Regions from separate parts of the Rattus norvegicus genome. Here region 1 is linked to region 2. A link is a contact called in public Hi-C data. All regions are on one chromosome and are shown on one strand. Each heading gives the region's core, a stretch centred on a gene start, on an enhancer-like site or on the middle of the called end of the contact. The rest is flanking DNA. Distances are from core to core; before and after follow the strand shown. Region 1 has its middle 19 kb from the start of Chrm1. Region 2 has its middle 14 kb from the start of Slc22a8.

What was found. A called contact is a pair of places that touch in the nucleus more often than the background predicts.
Region 1: a Hi-C map of liver shows a contact between it and region 2, with 10 times the contacts expected there. The contact joins two enhancer-like sites. A contact is called at or near these places in 12 of 12 Hi-C or Micro-C datasets (the A7r5 cell line, the Rat2 cell line, Schwann cells and 7 more) and 1 of 1 datasets of contacts at active chromatin or transcription factors (oligodendrocytes).

What each region holds. Positions count from the first base shown.
Region 1 is chr1:215,013,407-215,017,108 of GRCr8, reverse strand. No RefSeq gene overlaps it. Among named protein-coding and RNA genes, the nearest start is that of Chrm1, 19 kb to the right of the region's middle. Within about 2 kb of position 2,063, at least 9 of the 93 cell types and tissues checked have an H3K27ac peak or open chromatin away from gene starts, as enhancers often do.
Region 2 is chr1:214,911,354-214,915,388 of GRCr8, reverse strand. It overlaps a transcript of Slc22a25 not described here. Among named protein-coding and RNA genes, the nearest start is that of Slc22a8, 14 kb to the left of the region's middle. Within about 2 kb of position 1,973, at least 20 of the 93 cell types and tissues checked have an H3K27ac peak or open chromatin away from gene starts, as enhancers often do.

The sequences.
Region 1 (3,702 bases), core at 814-3,313, 100 kb before region 2:
TGGTGCTCAGAGATGTCACCCGTGGACCCCTGCTCATGGAACTTTTTAGAGGACTTTTCAGACTTCCTGTACCATATTCTCCATTAAAAGTGGTTTGCATGAAGGCCGGAGAGATGGCTCAGCAGTTAAGAGCACTGACTGCTCTTCCAGAGGTCCTGAGTTCAATTCCCAGCAACCACATGGTGGCTCACAACCATCTGTAATGGGATCTGATGCCTCTTCTGGTGTGTCTGAAGACAGAGACAGTGTACTCATACATAAAATAAATAAATGAGTCAGTTTTTTTTTTAAAAAGTGGTTTTGGGGCTGGGGATTTAGCTCAGTGGTAGAGTGCTTACCTAGGAAGCGCAAGGCCCTGGGTTCGGTCCCCAGCTCCGAAAAAAAAAAAAAAAAAAAAAAGAACCAAAAAAGTGGTTTATATTATGGCCTGGAATATGTGAGTTTTCTCTTTGTAAGTTCAAAAGTGGCTGGGTAAAGTGCTTGCCGCTAAGCCCAGGAACCCCAGTTTGATCCCCAGAAGAGAAAACAGAGTCTCCCAAATTGCCTTCTGATGTCTGCACATGCTCAGTGGCACCCATGTGCGTGTGGTGTGCACACACACATACAATAAATATAATAAAAGAATCTTTCTTACAAAAGCTTCAAAGAGTGCTCTTTGCCCTCCTATGTGACACTGTCCAAATATATTCTAAACTACTGCGTTAGACTCTCAGGGGCAGACCAGTGAGTGGCAAAGTACTTGACTAGCATGCACAGGTCTTAGAGTCCGCCTCCTGTGCTAACTAATATTGGGGTCAGCCTGTGTGCTGTGTATTCAGATGCTGAGTTCTGTGCCCCAAGATGAGGTTGCAGCCTGGACACAGGCACTGTACTGACCAATGGGCTGTAAAGAATGCTGCCCAGTAGCCTCTGACTGGGGAATAAAAAGCTTGGGCCTCTGACTAGGCAGGGGAGATAGGAGAAGGAACTGCAGATCGAGTGAAGAACGAAGAGAAGGAAGAAGGGCAATGTCGTGAGGCAGGGTGTACCATGAGCACGTGGCCAAGAGAAGCTTGCACTGAGGACACACATGGAACAGAACCAGACTCAGATGGCAAGTTATGAGGCATGTATCTGATTATTAATAACCTAGCTGGGTTACACTAGCTCAGAATCTGCCCGGCACAGTGCCAGCCGATTGTTAATAAAGTCTCATGTCTCCATGTTGTTTACTTGGGAGCTAAACGTGTTAGAGTGGGGCAGAAACCCCATGTAGATATTTAGGAGCAAAAGGGGGCATAGCAACCCTCCCATGATATTACTTCAATAAACTAACAGTGAATCAACTAACTAATAAAAATATCTCTGTGACTCAGGGACTAGAGAGGTGGCTTTTAAACGAAGAACGAAGACTTTGGGTCTGGTTAATTTTGGTGTGTGATTTTTTTGCAACGTGTTTTTATAATAAAAAAGTGTATGGGGGAGACATATAGCTCGTTTGTAGAATGTTGGCCTAGTGTATGAGAGGCCCTAGGTTCAATTCCAATACCAGTTTTACAAAGGAGGAGGAGGAAGAAGAAGAGGTAGCCATTTGGCCAGTGTGATGGTGAACATCTTTAATTCCAGCATTAGGAGACAGAGGCAGTCAGATCTCTAAGAGTTCAAGGCCAGCCTGGTGTATATAGTGAATTCCAGGCCAGCCAAGGCTATATACCAAGATCTTGTCTCAAAAAAAAAAAAAAAAAATAAATAAATAAATAAATAAAATAAAAAAAAAGGCAGAGGGGAGGTGTTTAAACATCAGCTTTCTTGAATTGCCAGCAGGTGGCGCTCAAATGTCATGGTGGAAATGGAAGTAGGGCGGGGCTTTGCGTGTAGGAGGAATTCTAACCTGTTCCTCTTCAGGCTAGCTCCAGTGTGGTACTGGTAGAAGAGATGGTATTCACAAAAAGACCTTGTTCTCTCCCTACTTCTACGGGAAGGCCTTTGTTCCTGGAGTAAAGAGACTCCCTCAGGGTAGGAGTGGGTGCTGTGTTTGGGATGGACAGATGCCCATGCAACCACCCTTCTGCCTCCTGCCATTTCCTCTGCCCTCCATCCTATGTGCCCTGGGTTGGCAGAACTCTCTCTTCAGAGGCCTGCAGGACCCAGATCCCACCTGCCGTTTACCCTCCTTCTTGCCAGGGTGTGCGCTGGGCACTCTTCGAATGTAAGATTCTTCTTCCTGGTCTGGGGGACTAGGGCTCTAGACTTCCCAAAGCCAGAACAAAGGTACAGGGTAAGACCTGGGTGAGACACTAGACCTGGTTTCTGGCCATTACCTGTGGCAGCCTCCTCTGTGGTGACACTGATGGTAGAGTCATCCGGTGCTTTTGCCAGTTTGCCTCATCCCTCTGACACCTGCAAGGGACTAGCTCCTCTTAGAGACTGAAGACCCTGAAAACAGGAGGAATGCCTAGGGTTGTTTGGTGGGGGGCATGGCAGGACCACAGTGAGGTCCCCAGAATAGGGAACAAGTGACAGGTGTGAGCTGCTACTCTCACTACTGGTCCTGATGATGGTCTCACCCCTCCTTCCTGATTTAGTCCCACCCCCTCTCTCCTTGATGTTCCATTTTCTCCAAAGCTTCACTCTGTCCAGTGCTGCTTCCTCAGCCCCTCCACCTCCGTACCCTTGACACAGGCAGGGTATTTATTTCTGAAGGGAACTTAGGGTTACAAGAGAGCACAGGCAAACAAGCCCTTACCAGGGTCTCAGCTGACAACCTAGGGGGCTGTACTGGTGATGCAGGGGTACAGGGTTTACATCTGAGGGTCATTCCCACACTGCTGTATTTCTAACGGCTCTGGCCAGTTTCTCCATGTCCACCTAGTCGCTATCCTTGCCCACGGTATTGGAAGACTCCACTCTGTAGGTTGTGGGTGATGTGAAGGTGATTGAGAATTTGACATCCCATTTGGCTACTAGGATTGATGAAACTTATGAGGCTGGATAAGCAAGTTTCTTCTTCCTCTATCACCCCTCTGCATTCATCCTGTCCAAAGCTGTACACTCAGTTCGAGAAGAAGACCTTCCCAAGTAGAGGAGGGCCCTCTTTTGGTCAAGGGTATATACCAGGAGGTGCACACCCCAGCTAGAACAGCCAGACAAGCTCTCCAGGTCCAACAGTTTCTGGGAGTTCAGGAAGCTAAATGTGGGGGATGAATTCCCACTTCTTCTTCAGGGATTAACAAAAAAAGACTTATTTATTTATTACGTATACAATGTTCTGCCTGCATGTATGCCTGTGGGCCAAAAGAGGGCACCAGATCTCATTACAGAGGGTTGTGAGCCACCATGTGGTTGCTTGGACTTGAACTCAGGACCTTGGGAACAGCAGCCAGTGCTCTTAACCTCTGAGCCAACTCTCTAGCCCTGCAGGGATGGCTTTTTTTTGGGCGGGGCCCCACCCAGGACCTCAGCCTTCTAGGAGTCTTTTTTTTTTTTTTTTTACCTCCTTCAAACTTAACTTTAATTTGTGCCAAAATCCCCTTGAGGCTGCTGGTTATGGATAGCTGGTTTCCATCCTTGGAATTCCCCTTTTAGTAAACCCATGGTGACCCCAGATTATTTATCTATATAAGTTCCAAGGTGCTGGCAATGTTCCTGGTTTAGACCACTGTTAGCTTAGCAGGCCTTGTCTAGCTCCTCGGAATTGTGGCTAACCACTGGATTATCCAGCCT
Region 2 (4,035 bases), core at 724-3,223:
GTGTGTGTGTGTGTGTGTGTATGTGCCTGTGTGTGTGTATGGTGTATTGTTTTAGTTTGTTTTCTATTGCTGTGATAAACAGCATGACTAAAAGCATCTTGGGGAGGAAAAGGTTTATTTCTTCTTGGGGTTGGAGTCCATGACTTAAGAGAAGTCAGTATAGGAATTCAAGCAGGACACCTGGAGGCAGGAGCTGAAGCAGACGTCATGGATAGTGCTGCTTTCTGGCTTACTTCCCATGACTTGCTCAGCCTGCTTTCCTATTTAACCCAGGACTACTTTCCCATGGGCAGACCCACACCTAGTTTACTAGGATTTCCCACATCTATTAACTAAGAAAATGCCCAACAGACCTGGCTGTAGACCAGTCTTACAGAGGCATTTTCTCAGTTGAGATTCTCTCCCACTTGTGTCAAGTTGACAAAATTACTGATCAGCACAGGTATCTTTCTTCAACCACTGTTCATCTTTATTTATTTGAAAAAAGTTAAAATTTATTTATGAACATTTTGGCCCTATGTGTATCTGTAAGTCACCGTGTTACCATGAATAGTTGTGAGCTGCCACATGGATACTGGAACTTGAACCTGGGTCCTCTGGAAGAGAAAGTGCTCTTAACTGATAGGCCATCTCTCCAGCCCCCACCTTCCTTCCTTCCTTCCTCTCTCTCTCTCTCTCTCTCTCTCTCTCTGAACCCAAAGATCAGAGATTCAGCTAGGCCTGCTGGCCAATGAGTTTCAGGACTCTACTTATCTGCTTCCACAGAAACTGTGCTTGGCTTTTTATGTGGGTGTTGGAGACCTGAACCCAGGGCCTCATGCTTGCACAGACGGCATCTTACCAAGTTAGCAGTCTTCCCAGCCCACATAAGCCTTCTGAATTTTGTCTTTCCCATCTGCAAAATTCAGACAATGCCACCCACACTGCAGAGTTGTGAGAGGTCATGAAACAACTCATGGCTATGACACTAGCCTCGTGTGCCTGGCATAGAGTAGGTACTTAGCAACTGGTGGCTACTGACAGGATTGATGTCAGTGAGAGCTTCTTAAGGGCAGGGGACGTGTCTCTCGTTTCAGTACCAGCACCTGGTACTGCGTAGGCACTGAACAAATGTTTGTCAGATGAGTGAACAAGATGAATCTGACAGGGATAAATGTCAGTTCCTGCACTCAGATCCAAAGACCCAGCTGCAAGGGCTGCAGTGGGGGAGAGCTGTCTCAGTCCCAGTACATGTGAGAAAAGTGGAGGGGTTTACACTGGTGGAAATTCTGGCCAGTGTGAGGTGGCTACCAAAAAGCCAAGCCAGGGCATAACAGAGGCCCTGTGGACCAGACTCTGGGGCCAAATCCCATTCTGTGATGAAGTGTGGAATGAAGCACTAGACCCTCATTACAGAGAAATCCAGTCAGTGGGCTTGGAGAAGTTCTCATGAGCCCCTGGGTGGCATTCAGACCTTGCCTCTTGCATTTGCTCTGGTCTCTGCGGTAACAGCACCATGCTTCAATTTCCTTCTCTGTGAAACGTTCAAGCCACAGGTTGAACACATCATGTTTGTTGGGGAAAAGGCAGGAACCAAGCTCAATCCTTGCTGGATTTACTCTCCCATCCTCCTCTCCGAGCTCCCGCTGGGGGCGGCTCACACTGGAGGACAGCTTGCAGGAAAGCTGTGGGTGGTCGGTGGAATCTTTCCATTTTGGGGGTGGGGTGTGGTACTGGATCAGGGTTACAGGGATAGCTTCTTCCGAGTGGATCTCCGTGCTTCTTTTCTTCCAATTGAATCCAATTAACCGATTTGAAAGAACGGTTACCTCTCTGGCCCACATCCAGGCCCGGCCAGCTTCCCTTTCACATGCGGGAGTCTGTCCTTACTTAATATGCGCAAAACCAGGCTTCTGGTTCTTTTTCCATAAACAGCTTCCATAAGTGCCGGCCTTGTGGTCCCCATGCGTCCTCTGGCGGCCACAGGGAGTCACTGCACTGGCTTTAGGAGTTGGAATCAGACATGTTGGTGAAATCAGGCCCTCCATCAACACCGGATGAATGGGGGAAAGTAATACATGTGTATACAATCGAATCATGTATTAAGAATTAAAAAGGGTTGAAACGTCGTCATATACTACAACATTAATGAGCCCTCTACATATTTTTCTTAGTGAAACAAGATACAAAATCAGATAACTATAATTTTGCATATAAGGAGCACTAGAAAGGGAAAATTAAAACATGCAGGAATTAGAATAGAGGTTTGCATATGATGAGAGGGGTTTGGAAGGGGAGTTTGCTTAATAAGTTCAGAATTCTGTTTCCCATGACAATCTGGAGGTGGGCAGTGGTGGTCATTGCTCAATACTGTAGATATGCAGAAGGCCACAGAGATGTTCTCACAGAGATGCGTGGTGTCTGGGCATGCCTGCAATCCCAGCACTCTAGAACTTAAGGCTGGAGGATACATAAGACACTGTCTCAGAAAACAAAATAGGGCTGGGAGATGGCTCAGTAAAGTACTCGAGGGTTTGGATTTGGATCTCCAGCACTCTGGGATTTGTAAAATCAGGGTGTTGATTTCACAGGATCTGCTCCAGAAAGCTCCTGGAGCTCATAACAGTTGTGGTTACCTGCACAAAACTTGCAGCAAATCAAGCCAACCAAAATTCTAGCGTGGACGGGAGGGATCCCAGTAGAGGAATAGTTGGCAGTTGATAGCTATTTGAGGGAGAGAGAGTCACTTTTCTTCCTTCTGGAAGGTTGCTCATGCCCCGAAGGAGCTCTCTGCTCCAAGATCATATGGGCAGAACTGATTGGACTTGTGATTATTGATTACAAATGACATGAAGTTGGGAAAGAGACTGGGTGGGGGACACTAGGAGGAATTTTAGAGTGGTACAGGTAGATGGATATGATAAATATGTGTTGTATGAATGCATAAAAATTTAAAAGAATAAATTAAAATGCTATTAAAACTAATAAATATAGAATATATTTAGAATAAAATTAGAATAAGGTTTGCCATTTCAATCATGGGCAGTTTTATGTGTGTGTTTGTATGTTCATGTATATATACACACATACACACATACACACACAGACCAGACAGAGGTCAGTGTTGAATATCTTCCTTGGGCTATCTACCTTGAAATAGGGTCTCTCTTGAAGCAGTTAGACTGACTGGCCAGTGAGCTCCAGGAGTCTGCTGGTCTCCATCTCTCGCTCCTCGATGCTGGTTTACAGACAGATGCCACTGCACTCTGATTTTACAATCCCTGGGTCCTGAGGATGATCCAAACCAAAGCCCTCAAACATTTTACTAATGGCTGACACATGCACCCAGTGTGTGTGTGTGTGTGTGTGTGTGTGTGTGTGTGTGTGTGTGTGTGTGTGTAGGGGGGTTCTTCTGGGTTTTTATTCCTAATGTAAGGGATTCCTTGCCTTACTCTGAGTGGTCTGAACTGGAGCTAACATTCTAGCATACAGAACAGCACGTATCCTAGGGAGAAATGAAACTTGAGCATATATTTTGATTTCAAGAAGTGCTGACCCAGAGGAATTTAAAATTTTCTAAGTATTTTCTTTACAATGCTCTTAAAGAGAAGTTTTATCTTGCTTAACCCTTTGGTGGAAAAGATAATACTTTTACATTTCCCACAAACATGAGCAGTGTGTTCAGTAACAGAGACCCCCGCCCCATGTCTGTACTACTTACCGTCTAGTTCTACTGCAATGCTGAAGGAATGGCAATAGCTTGTGTTGTTTTGGGCATCTCTGCAGCCTTGCTGACTAGCAACTCACAGGGAGATATCGTGTGCCTGGTACTGCGATTTTCATTGAATAACTCATGCCTTTGGGAACAATGTTGTCCACCTACACTGGTTACTTCTATTCAAATTCCTTTTTCTTTTCTTTTTTAAATGTACTATGTTTTTTTTTTTTTTTAAACTAGCTTACAAACTAGTGGATTTCCATCAGGTTTCTTTATGTATCTTGAGTTTTGAATAACCTACCCCTACCCTGTTCTCTCCCCAATAGCCCTAGATCCAC